Regions from separate parts of the Mus musculus genome. Here region 2 is linked to region 1. The links are chromatin contacts, called in public HiChIP or PLAC-seq maps. All regions are on one chromosome and are shown on one strand. Each heading gives the region's core, a stretch centred on a gene start, on an enhancer-like site or on the middle of the called end of the contact. The rest is flanking DNA. Distances are from core to core; before and after follow the strand shown.

The links. HiChIP or PLAC-seq counts read pairs in DNA pulled down with a chosen protein or histone mark.
Region 2: an H3K4me3 HiChIP or PLAC-seq map of bone marrow-derived macrophages shows a contact between it and region 1, with 6 times the contacts expected there. The contact joins two enhancer-like sites. A contact is called at or near these places in 2 of 484 Hi-C or Micro-C datasets (bone marrow-derived macrophages and embryonic stem cells) and 2 of 115 datasets of contacts at active chromatin or transcription factors (bone marrow-derived macrophages and large pre-B cells).

Annotation. Positions count from the first base shown.
Region 1 is chr4:58,301,863-58,308,378 of GRCm38.p6, reverse strand. It overlaps Musk (muscle, skeletal, receptor tyrosine kinase), which reads right to left. Exons shown (of 15, transcript NM_001037129.1): 5 at 4,393-4,534. Among named protein-coding and RNA genes, the nearest start is that of Musk, 19 kb to the right of the region's middle. Within about 2 kb of position 3,603, at least 66 of the 459 cell types and tissues checked have an H3K27ac peak or open chromatin away from gene starts, as enhancers often do. A contact at or near this core is called in bone marrow-derived macrophages, where this site is marked.
Region 2 is chr4:58,609,987-58,616,502 of GRCm38.p6, reverse strand. It overlaps the pseudogene Gm12579. Among named protein-coding and RNA genes, the nearest start is that of Lpar1, 60 kb to the right of the region's middle. Within about 2 kb of position 3,267, at least 28 of the 459 cell types and tissues checked have an H3K27ac peak or open chromatin away from gene starts, as enhancers often do. A contact at or near this core is called in bone marrow-derived macrophages, where this site is marked.

The DNA of each region.
Region 1 (6,516 bases), core at 2,354-4,853:
TGTGCCTATGTCTGTGTTTGTGTGTGCCTCTGTGTCTGCATCTGTGCATATGTGTGTGTATGTGTGACTGTGCTTATGTGTGTGTGTGCACATGAATTTTCCTGGTTTCTCCTGCCATCACTGTGCTTCTCAGCCCTAAGCAAGGGTCTTGGTGCTTTCCTTTACTTCTCATTGGGTCCAAAACCCTGTCTCTTCATCTTTATGGATCTTAAAACTAGGGAACAGAAACAGGGACATCACCCATTGCCTCAGAGCAGCAGGGAACACACTTGGGAGCTTACCAACAAAATTGCTCCTGTCCAGACATTCCTTGTGTCTGGATCCATGCATTTTATCCCCCTGAGTTTTGCAGTGCATCCTGAATTTCTAAGCCTTTACAGTAGGAAGGCTTTCATATTATCATGTCTGTCCTATTGCTGGTGCTGTAAGATTTAAACCCAGGTTTCAACCCTCCCAGATTCAGTGTTTAGATACTAAGCTCCATGAACTTCATGCATAAAGTATCTGGGATTCAGTGCTCTACTCTCTTGGGAATATTCTCTTTTGCCCTGTTTTCCTTTCTGGCAAGATTCCAATACTCATGTCTTGCTTTAAACATAATGTAAACATTCTTTTTCTAAACATGTATCTGTAGAGTAGGTCAGAATTCAGGTATTTGGGGACGGTGTGAGTCTGCCATGCAGTGAAGGTCTCTCCTTCCATATTCATGATCCTGCTCTCTGCTAAAGCCTTGAAGTTGCTCCACAATCCCATGTTTCCTTCTGAGTCATCATTCCTATCCCATGGCTATTTAAAAATCTTTCCACTCTCTTTCCCTTGCCTACCCCCACCCCTACTGTGCCCTCCTTACAGAGGATAACCTACCATCTACTTCCTAAAAGAAACAGAGATCATAAGAACAGCCTTCTTAAATCCAATATGCCTCATTTACAAACTGATTCATATCGGGAATGTCTCCATTTCCCTTCTACCCCAAGGAAGAAAATTCTCTGTCCCTAAGGAGAGCAGCTGTATAATGTTATCATGGGAGCCTAGATACTTTAGAAAGTAAAAGCAGGATTCTATTAATAATTATTCCAGAACAACAGGTGTGAAACAGAACTGTCCTGGGAAAAACAGGACATGTGGTCTCCCTCTGTATAAAGTTTATAGTTCCACCTGAACCCTGGATGCCACCCTTGTGTGTGTTCCTTTGTGCCCCCTCCTATGTGTGGTTAAATTTCCCTTCTCCTGATGTTTTAACATGGTCATATTTCTAACTGCTTCCTGTTTTGATTCCAAACCTCTTTTTTTCCATGTTCATTGAAAAACTTGTGAACTCCTACATGCATGCATGCACTCACTCTCTCTCTCTCTCTCTCTCACTCAGACACACACACTCTCTCTCTATCACATACACACACACACTCACACATACACACTCTCACACACACTCACAAACACACACACACTCTCTCACACATATACTTACACAGACACACACAGACACACACTCACACACACTCTCTCACACATACTTACACAGATATACACAGACACACACACTTTTTTTGCCTTTACAGGATTCTGATTTCCTCTTCTCTTACTTCCAACCTGATACTACTCTAGACAATGTCATGCCTTGTTCTTTAATTGAAAAGAAAGTGTTCGATATGCCTCATTTTCTTAGATACTGTCACCTGTGTGACCCTGTGTAAATGAGCCACCCTCACTGTCCCTTAATTTCCTAAAATGGCACAGCATCTGACACTCCTATTTCAAACCCTCTGAGTGGCAAGCTCACATGGCTCTTCACAAGTGGAGCATTCGGCATCACTTGCACATTTCGACATTCTAGCCACCCCATCGAATTTGAATGACACACATGCTGCACAGGCTTGGGTTTCATCAGGAGCTCTGTATGTCATGTACAGCATCTTTTGACAGAAGACAGGGTAGTATAGTGGTTTGAATGAGAATTCCCCCTCCCCCCGCCCCCATAGGCTCATACATTTGAGTAAATGGTCCCCAGTTGATAAAACTGTTTGGGAAGGATTAAGAGGTGTGGCCTTGTTAGAGAAGGTGTCCACTGGTGTTTGGGCGCTGAAGTTTTGTTGTCAGTGTGCCTTCTCTGCCTCCTGCTTGTGAATCAAGACATGAGTTCTCAGCTGTTCCTGCTGCCATGCCTTTGTGTCATTATCATAGACTTGATGTCAATAAAAATTATGATAGATATCACTTATGTTATAATTATATGGGCTAGCAACAGTATACCATGTATTTTGGGTATTTTGATCAAGAGTAGAGAATGTAGAATAGACATAGGCACTAAATAAGTTTCTTACCAACTGTTAGAGAAATTTCAAGTGTTAGCATGAGCTCTCAGCCATAGCGAATTTTAATAAACCCCCCAGGATATGTTAACAGTCAAGGCAACAAGAATGATGATTTCAATGTTAGGAAGAAGGAAGCGGCATCTCATTTTATTGATTCACAATTAAGTGGCAAGAGCAGACTGTGTAACCAGGCTCCAGTAGATCAATACTGGCAATAAATTTCTTTAAGTCAATTTGAAGCAATTTGTTTTAATAGCTGGGAAGACAGAAAACTTGAGTTTGGTAGGTCAATAAGGAAATCTTTTGTGGAATTTTATACAATTGGATAACATCATTCTATGTCATTCTACATAGCATTCAAGGCAATCTTGAAACCAGGCAGGTCTTCAGTAAGTAGGTTTCAGATTGCAGTTACATGTGTATTTAGCTTGCACTGGAAAAATATCGATTGTATTCTAATCTTTAATAATTTGTTTTCATTTCATCTGCATTGGTGTTTTACCTGCATGTGTGTCTGTGTGAGGGTGTTGGATTCCTTGGAATTGAGTTATAGGCAGTTGTGAGCTGCCAGGTGCTGGGAATCAAACCCAGGTGTTTTGGAGGAGTAACCAGTGCTCTTAACCACTGAGCCATCTCTCCAGCCTGCATTCTAATCTTTAAATAGAATTGACAAATTAGAAGATGTTAAGTTGTTCCAACTATATTGAGAACTATGCTAAGATATATTATATGTATATATAATATGTGTTCTTATTTAATTATCTAATATATATGTATATATACACATATATACATATACATACATGTATGTATATATGTGTGTGTGTATATATATATATATAGTTTGCCATTTCCTAATGGAAATTTTATAAGCAGTTGGTGTAATGGCACCATAAAATATGTTACTTCAACTAGAGACAAATATGGAAAGAGAGGTCATTAAAGCTGTGAGAGAAAGGACCTAGGTCTACTCAGAAAATGAAAATAACTTTAAGTGAAGGGAAAACACAGGAGAGGACAGATTTTGGCTAAAGCAGAATGAGATAGCACAAAGATCTGGGACCTATCTGCATCTTCCCTGTTTTAATGACTATTTCTGTGTTATGTCTAGTCCAATATTTTATCAGTCAAAAACGGGAAAGAGAAAAAAAAAGGGAAAATAAAAGCAGAAAAATCTGTAGCCATCATCTGTGAAGTAAATTCCAGGCCAGACTGCTGAATCTAAGCAAGAGCTCATTGATTCGTTAAACTCACGTTTACAGAGGGAGTAAAACGTTGTGTCTGCAGCTCAGAACAGGAAGGTGTGGGAGGGTTTCACGGCTGAGTCGTCACTTGTCCAGCACAGGACTGCTGGCAGTTCCTTCCCCTCCCCATTTATTGAGTGTAGTTTTATTTTCTCACGTAATATATCCTGACTACTGTTTCCTCTCTCTCTCCTCCTCCCAGTTTCTCCCTAGCCCACCCCACCTGGATCCTAGTTCCTATTTTTAAACCAAATTTGATAAAATATTTTAGGTAAAGAACCAGACAAACAAGGAAATGGAACACTAAAATCTGTTTTGGATTCTGATTTCTCAATGAAGATTTTTCCCCAGCAATTTATTGAATGACCTCATTAAAAATACATTATATTTGGATAAACTGTTACTATGCTCATAACATTAATTGCTACCTAACTCACAGAATTAGGACCATGTTTATATGTTTGATTCATTGGCTTATTATTTGCATCCTTTGTGAAGCCATAATTTGGAAAGGATTAATTTTTTTTCTATCTCCCTATGTTTTAAAGTCAATCCAAATGCATTAAAAGATAAACTTATTTGTAGCCAATCTTATAAATAAGAGAACTGTTTGAGCTGGAAAGTCACACTAAAATGGTGTCACGGTCAAACGTAGCAGCAGTTGGGGAAATAGATAGGATATGAACGTTTATGCTAGGGAACTGTCTTTTGACTTCTCTGTTTTCAAAGCCTTGCCCTCAGAGCTGGTGAACCACAACTTCCTACATCATATCTTTCTCCATCCAAAGTACAGCCTCCCCAGCAGACAGTGAGGGGTGCGTGCTGCCTCTTACCCTCCACTTCCAGCTTCACCAGTTTGGAGTAAGCTGTGCCCAGGCTGTTTTTGGCCACACAGCGGTACTGTCCTGCATCTTCCTTTTGCACATTATGGATCCTTAAGCTCCCAGATTCAAGAACTGCGATTCTGGAATTTTCCTGCCAAAGACATGAGTTTGAAAACAGCCTTAGTCAAAGACACACTTGCCTTATTTCATTGATTTATCATTACCCTTAACACCCAAAGTGTCTGCCTCTTCTCTGCCTATGCATAATAACATATACTACTGAGACCATGAAAGATGATCAAAATTAGCTATCTCAATATCTAAGATTGCATCTATTCTGTTTTTATTTTCCTTCATCACATTAGAACACATCAATGATCATAATTCCTAAAGGTCGTGCTTGTTTGCACCTGTTTGAAAGCATTGAACTTTGGGGCTAGAGGTGTGGCTCAATGGTAGAAAATTTGCTTACACACAGCAACCCCCAGAATAAAATACAAAACAAGGCAAAAGTTTAAAACATTGTTTTCTGTTACCGTGACTTACAATGGACCCTTAGGATATCCTCAGGAGAATACATATCTTGAGAATAATTACTCTTTGGAGTTCAGATGGGACATTTATCTTCTCTTTTTGAATTCATTGTTAACTTTACAAGTTCAGTCACTTTTAATTTTTATTATAGAAAATGCACCAAGGCTTATAACAAAAGGAAAGCCAAGTGGTATATATATTGTGATTAAAGTTGGCAAAGCTTACCAAATTTATAGTTTGTTTCAGTTATTTGATGTATCTTGACAACTATGCATTGCTTCCCACGGAGTGTGTTGGGCCTGGTAGGATGAGTCTGTCATCTCATTCTTGGTGAGATGAAGCCGTGAAGATGATTATAATATATAAAAACACTTTATTAAGCTGGGTGTGGTGGCGCACACCTTTGAGCCCAGCATTTGGGAGGCAGAGGCAGGAGGATTTCTGAGTTCAAGGCCAGCCTGGTCTACAAAGTGAGTTGCAGGACAGCCAGGGCTATACAGAGAAACCCTGTCTCCAAACAAACAAACAAACAAAAACACTTTATTAGTAACCAAGGAGACAACATACAAGAGCATACAAGCTAACCCAATGAATAGCTAATTTTTTGTAAACGTGTGTGTCATTATAGTATATCTATCTACATGTCTGTGCAGTTATACATGTGTGTGCATCCATGTGGCAAGAAGAGGGCATCCGATGTCATGATCTTCTACTCTCTACTTTGTTCCTTTGATATCTTCACTGAGCCTGGAGTCAGGCTGTCGGCCAGCAAGCCACGTGATCTTCCTGTCTCCTCCCGCAGCACTGTAGTCACAAGCTCACATGTATGTGGGTGCATATGAGCTCAGGTTCTCATGCAAGCAAGCACTCTGATCCATGAAACCCAGCACAAATAACAGAGCTTTAACCTAACTTCTGTTTGTTACTGAGATGTGTTTGTGTCTATTTATCATTCTGAGTCTCTGTGCTCTAGTATCTGTTTTCTCTCAGTTTCTTCCTTCCAATCCTCATTTCTCTTCTCCCAGAAACGACCAGTTCTAAAACTTGGGTGTTAGTTCAGCTTTGTTATGCCTAAGGTTTAAAACAGTTGATGTTGACTATGATGACTATGCTGCTGCTGCTGCTGCTGCTGATGATGATGATGATGATGATGATAAGTGATACAACTGACCAAGACAAAAAAAATGCTTGGGCTCTGAGCCCACTTCATCTCTAATGCTTCTGATTCCTATTGCTTCTGTCTCCAAGTCAGTCCCTACTAGAATGCCATAGAGTGAGTGTGCATAGTTAAGAAGAGAAAAACATAAGTTTGCCTAATGTGTATACAAAAAACATATACTAGAAGCTTGTGACTATGTAGATAGCTAGTTAGAAACATATACTAGAAGCTTGTGACTATGTAGGTAGTTAGTTAGCTGTTAGTTAGAAGTTCTGGATAATTATATTTAAAAGATGACTTAAGCAGGTTGGAGAATTTAGCCATTAAGAATTTAGCCCCGCTGCTCTTGCAGAGGACTGGAGTTGATTCCTAGCACCCATACTGGGTGGCTCACACTGTCTGCCACTCCATTTCAAGGGACCTGATTCTCTCTTTTGGCC
Region 2 (6,516 bases), core at 2,018-4,517, 310 kb before region 1:
GATGGCCATAATTCAGTTGATTGATGTGTGAGGACACAGTCCCCTGTGGGTAACACTATTCCCTAGGCAGGTCCTGAACTGTATGAATGGAGAACTGAAGCTGCACATACACAATAAAGGAGATGATCATGCATGTATTTATTGCTCTCTGCTCTTGACTATAGATGTGACATGACTAGTTGTCTTAAGTTTCAGCTATCTTGACTTTCTACAGACAGACACCTGGAGCTACGAGCTAAAATAATCCCACTCTTCTCTAGGTTGCTTTGTGTCAGGATATTTTATCACAGCAACAGACATTAACTCAGAACAGAGTAACTGTTTTCAAGAAGAGTATTGTTAAAAGTGAGATTCCATGTTGGTGAGCTACTACTCATCATTAACCAGTAACATTGAGTATAGAATCACCTCTCAAAAATCCAGTTTCATGTCTGTCTAGAAATTATATATATATATATATATATATCCAACATATATTTTTGTCTTGCTCAAATGATCCCGTTGATTAATATCCTTTTGGTGTTTGACATCAAGTGGTAACATAGGTTTTGCACCTAGAGAGAAGAGCTCCTGCACTCCCCATCCACAGACATACTAAGTTCATCTTTACAGACAGCAGAGTTCTTAGTGTAGAGAGAACACACAGAGGAGCATAGCTACTTTTTTTCCTTTTGTTCAGAGCAGCCCTGGGACAAGTCTTGGTGTAATATCAAGAGCCTTTTTCATTTTATAAATTACCCCTGCTTAGGTAATAAGATGTATGTCCATCTTAACCCCCATAGACAGTGAGTGTATCAACAGTGAGTAGGTGAGTGATTTCCTAGCCTCGTCCACCTTGAGGTCACAAAGAGAAACATCTCTGCTGCAGCATTCCATATCACACTCTCCAGCAGAAATCTGGCGAGCGGTGCATGAAGTCAGCAGCAGAGGTAAAGATTCTGCTTTCCTAATATAGAAGTAAAATGACTCCCCATCTCTACCAGGTCTCCCAACTATTAACTGTCTCCATTTTCTTCTTTTAAAAAGTGAGGATGGAGATCAGGACTAATAGAGTCTTCAACTCAGTGAGGTTCTGGGGAGGGAGAAGCTGTGTGAATAGAAGCGGAGACACCTTGTGGGTCGGCAGTTTGGGGTGAAATACTCTGATTATATGAAGTTCACGTTAACCCACTGGTGAGAGCTATAACAGTTATGGAATTAACATTGGTTCTACTTGATAAAGAATTTCAGTTGTCAAAACCAGGATTAATATTTCAGTTTGGCCCTCATGTCAGAATGCCTTGAGATCATGGGATGAAAAGTCAAAGATGTAAAATAAGCAAACGCTTGCCCCTCCTAGACTTGGTAGAGCAAAGGCACATTGATAGCAGTTCTCTGTGCCCTGGTTCTGTCAAATCCACAAAGTGTGCGACAACCGCTAGAGTTGGCATTAGCAGGAGCCACCAGGGCCCTGTCTCTGTGGGTTGCAAAAGCTTCCAAAAGCTGTTGCAGGTATTTACTTAACACCTGTGAGTCCAGACAAAAGGAAGTTTATAGGGAAGGAACACATTCCTGAGGGAATGGACGAAGCTAATTAAGAGGGGAACCAGGAGCCTGCTGGGATTTCATTTCCTTAAGAGCCCACACAATTAATTATAGCCTGCTTTACCAGACTTTGCGGATGTCATGTTGTGGTTCTACACTCATTGCAAGTCCCCTCCTAAAGTCAGCTCACTGCCTTTGGGAACACCTGCTGGGATGATGTGAACTGGGGTGGGGGGTGGGGCTCTCACTTGCAGCCTGGAATCTGACCACCGGGAAATACAGACAGTGTGATAGGCTGACACATAGAGAATTCCATGATTGGCATCTGTGTGCAAGGTAACGAAGATTGGTGGGAACACAGCCCAGAACTGAGGGCGGCATTTCATGATGTCAGGAAATGAACAGCTAAGTGAAGAGCGTGGAAATCCCACACAAGGGTGTCTGTATGTCACAGGAGCCATAAGCTGGCATCCAGGAGTCTCACAGGGGTAGAGGGCCTGAGAAGAGATGTACGTAGGATTGCTGAGATCATGAGAGTTAAGATGAGGACTAGAACTCCTGCCCTGTATGCCCTTGATAGCAGCAGCCTTTGGCCAAAGTCTATGGACTGGCATTAAAGAGAAGCACCCTAGGCAAGGATGGAGAGAAAGGCAAGGCTCGGATGAATACAAGTAGGTAAAACAGGACACAGACTGAGGTCTCCAGCTCAAAAGGTGCTGTGACCCACCTCTGGGTGTTAACGCTTTCCTTAAAAACCAATTACTTCCTGAATGAAGAGGTAAATCCAGGGCGTTGTGAATTTAGAGGCTTTAAACTCACAAAAGGGCTGCACTTAGGTTTCCACCTTGGTGGAACTTGATTAAGGAAAGGAATTTTTCCTTCTGTGGTCTGAGGTTGTTTCATGTGTTGATGACTAAGTGTCACATCAGGAAGACCCACCTTTGTCTTGTTTTTCTTTTTTTGATAATGAGCATAGTTGGGCTAATAGTTCTAAGGAAAGGGAATTTACAACAAGGGCTCTGAGCTTTGTATAGAGACATTAATCCCTTTGCCACTTCCTAGGACTTTATCAGCTAAGTGAAGCTACTGACAATTAGATGTGAATGAGACTTTGTACACTTAGTCCTCATTTTAAAGACCAGATACGTTTGACTAAACCTGTTGGGGCCCGGAGAGGTGCCTGGAGCTCCTCCAATCGCTGGAGCCTGGGGTCTGCTTTTCCTGCCTTACTGGCTCTAATCTCTCAGAAGCTGTCCTTTGGCAAATCATTAGCAAGCTGTAGCTTTTCTTGACAAGTCCCTACCTGGGAGTTCTTTTCATAACAACGTAAATCTCCTTAAGACCCTAAGGATGAACCCCGAGGTGAGCAGCTTAGAAACAGATAACCCCTCCATCCACTGAGATATAGGCTGCACAAGTGACGTTGTCATAATAAAATTAATATCAAAACACAGAGGAATTAAAGGGCAATGACAATGTTTTGTATTTATAAAGTAAAAAACTTGGTCTAAAAATAGCATCATCAGAGGGCAGATTTATAACAAGTTGGCTTAATGACTTTAAATCACTTCATTTTTAAATTATAGAATCAAGCAGTACTTTAGTAACATAGAATCGTGATTCCAATGAGCTCAGTAGAAAAAAATACCCAGCTCTTTGTAAATGAAGAAGGATTGGAAGAAAATAGAAAATGAAAGTAACAATTATTAGGCAATCAGAAGAGTAGATAAAAACCAGAAGTGGGCTGGCCATTTCAAAGTCACTTCCCCTAAGCTATGGGGACAGTGAGACCTACTAGAACAATCCCCGTCCAGTCCACCTCAGATTACATCTTTTGTTGTAAGCATTAAGTGCAGAGGAAACTTCCTTATCGAACCAACTGAAACCCACCTGATAGGGCCTTAGGCTGTTATCTGGAACACTGATTTCTAGTCAGTAGGTAGCTTAGTTTTCAGCTTGGTGCCTCAATTCTAGTGTGGGAATTAGTCTAAAGCAATGACCTTCTGTAGTTCTTCTTCAGCTGTCCTGTAAAGGTAGATGCATGGCATTATCTTCTTGTCTAGAGAATACTATGAGCTGTGTGTCCTTATGGGCCATCGTAGGCTCATCACTTGTAATAAATCACTCACATGGGGTTTTGATCACCTTGGAGGCCAGGCATGTATGGGATTGGGAGTATATAAGACATACCTGTGCCTTCCTCTAATTATTGCTCTGAATCTAAAACTATTCTCTGAAAAAGCATTTTTTTGTTTTGTTTTAATGCTAAAGAACAGATTTTATTATTTTCCCAAAACACTAAAATAGCCCATGGCATAGTAATTTAGGACACAATATAAATGACATATGCAGTCAGGTCCCCCAACTCTCCCATGGCTGTTTTTAACTCTGTCTTGGGTAGGGAGGCTTTAAAATGTCTACTCTTTAAATGACCTTTATTAAAGTTACCAACAAACCACAAAGGGAAAGTCACTTTGGGAAAAAAAAATCTTAATGTAAAAGAAATCACAAGTCCTGGGCTGGTGTAAAGGAAAACGCTTCATTGCTTCATTTGCCATCTGTGTTCTCAAACTCTTCTGTAATTTTAAATTATCCTAAATTTAATATTGCAACTTCTCCAAAGTGCCTCCATTAAAAACTGCAACTCAGGCGGAAGGAGGGGGACATGTGAGAAGGGACCTCTGGCTGCAGGTCACCGAGTCAGTACAGTGCAGAAATGGCAAGCAAGACTCTTCATGACCGAAGCAAGGCTTACAAGGAGTGGAGGGCGTAGCCTAAAGGCCTCCACTTCCATCAGATGGCCAGAGGTGAGCTGAGGCAGGCGGCACCCGGACACTAGCCCTTGAGGATGTGTCTCCATGATTTAGAACTCTGTGATAAAGGTTCCTGTCTCATCTTATACTGAGCAGATCAATCATTTTCGCGGGGGGAGGGGGTTTCCCAGTTCTGAGTGTCTTTCCGAAACGATTGAAAACATGCTCGAAGACGTCCTTCTGCATCAACCACTGAGGTGCGTCTGGTTCACAGGAAACAACAGGAACTGAACGGCTGCAGCATACGCCAGACTTAATGCAAAAGAAACTGTAAGACAACCTTTAAAATTAATCTGCTATTTTTATTGTTCTGCTTGAACCTTAACTATGGCATCAGAGACTTGCTAATCTGGAAGATTGCAGAGCCAGTGACCCCATGACTATCTGCGGACCATCTGAAGTACTTGAGAGTTTTCTCATCTTCTACTGTTTCCTCTGAAAGCACGGGATTGAAACGGTCAAGGGACACACATCTCAGCTCGTCTTCTGGGAGAACTTTATAATAGGGGTAAGCATACGGCAGATGGCACAGCTCAGAGTATCAGTGAGACAGTTCTGACCAGGTGCCTAGCCCCTTGGGGACAGCACTTAGTGGTTCACCTCTTAGGAATCCCACTTCCCTCAGTTTTGGATGGCCTGGCCACCCAGGACTCTCCTTTGAGGTACTGTCCATGGTTGTCCGTGGCTCTGGGCTCTCTTCCTGGCCAGTCACTTCCTAGTGCATCCCCGATGCCGCGGGACATCCCGGCTAGTTGTTCTTCTGAAGGAGCAGGGGGCAGAGCCACAGCCTTGCCGAGGGAGGCTGCTAGAGCTGAGCTTCTCCCCACTGATCCCTTCAGAGTCTGAAGCACTTTGAAGCCACCATGATGCAGGAGGCTGGCCTTGCTCTGATCATGCTTCATTTCTGAGGCTGCTGCTGCCATGGCCCGTGACTTTCCATGGCTATCTATCAGCAGACTACAGGCTGGTCTGTCCAAGAAGGCACAACTGATGGGCTGGGGTTCCTCTTCTGACTTCTTTTCTTAAGGCCACATGCTAGTTTGTCCGGGTCACCTCCTTGTGACTGCTTGGCCAGGCAGACACCCAGGGTCCCTCTCCCAGCTTTCATGGTCTGTGCCCTCTGATGCAGTGAGTCGAGGTGAGGCCTATCAGTCAAGGATGGACTTCAGTGGATCTCAGTGTGAACCTGCAGACGGACGTTGAGCATCATGGAAGCCACGATGTAGAGGTAGGGAAAGTTGATGCGCAGCCGCCAAGCCAAGTCAAAGAAGATGAGCAGCGTGCGGGTCAGCCCCTTGCAGAAGACCCCATAGGATTAGGCGGAGCGCTACAGCCGGACAGCCAGACCCGACAGAGCCGTGGCCATATAGAGATCCGCGGTGCCCCCTCTGCCCGCCCGCCCTCCCTCTCCGTGCCCCATCGCCCAAGGCCTCCTCCCCCGGGCCACTCCTCAGCGCTTAGGGATCTCAGGGAGCAAGGGAGACCATGGCGAGCCCAGCAAGAGGGAGGGCCGTGGGGGGTGGGGGTGGGGGGGGTGGGAAGGGGGGAGCCAAGTCTGCGTGTCACTCTCTGGAGGTGACTCTGCCAGCTACCACCAGGATTCCTGAAAAAGCATTTTTAATTATTTCTTTTACTTTTGAGATGATAGAATTTCACAACTTCCCCCTTCTGAAAGCTTTCCTCCTTCCAAACCCTTCCTTGGTTCTTGATGTCTTTCAAATTCATGGGCTCTTTATTTTGTCTTTATCACACACACACACACATATTCACGCGTGCGCGCACATGCACACACACACACACACACACACACGTTCATATATATTCCTGAATATAACCTGCGTATCTGTATAATGTTACTTTTGTGTATGTTTCCAGAACTGACCATTTGGAATTGAATAACCAGTTGGTGTGCTCTTCCCTCGAGTTAGACTATTTCTCCTGCACCCATTATTCTTAGTTGCCTGTAGTTTCTTATGCATGGTTGGGCCTACATGGTCTTCCCTATCCACTTTCCGCATGTTTATAGTTTTGTCTTTGTTTAGCTCATGTTTACGTAGACTTGTTGGTGAGCCTTTATAGGCGTCACATGCAACAAAAATGGAAAAAAAGGAGCTTGAAACAATTCCATGAGGTCAGGAATGATACAGAGATGTCCCACTCCCCTTCTTTTCAATGTTGT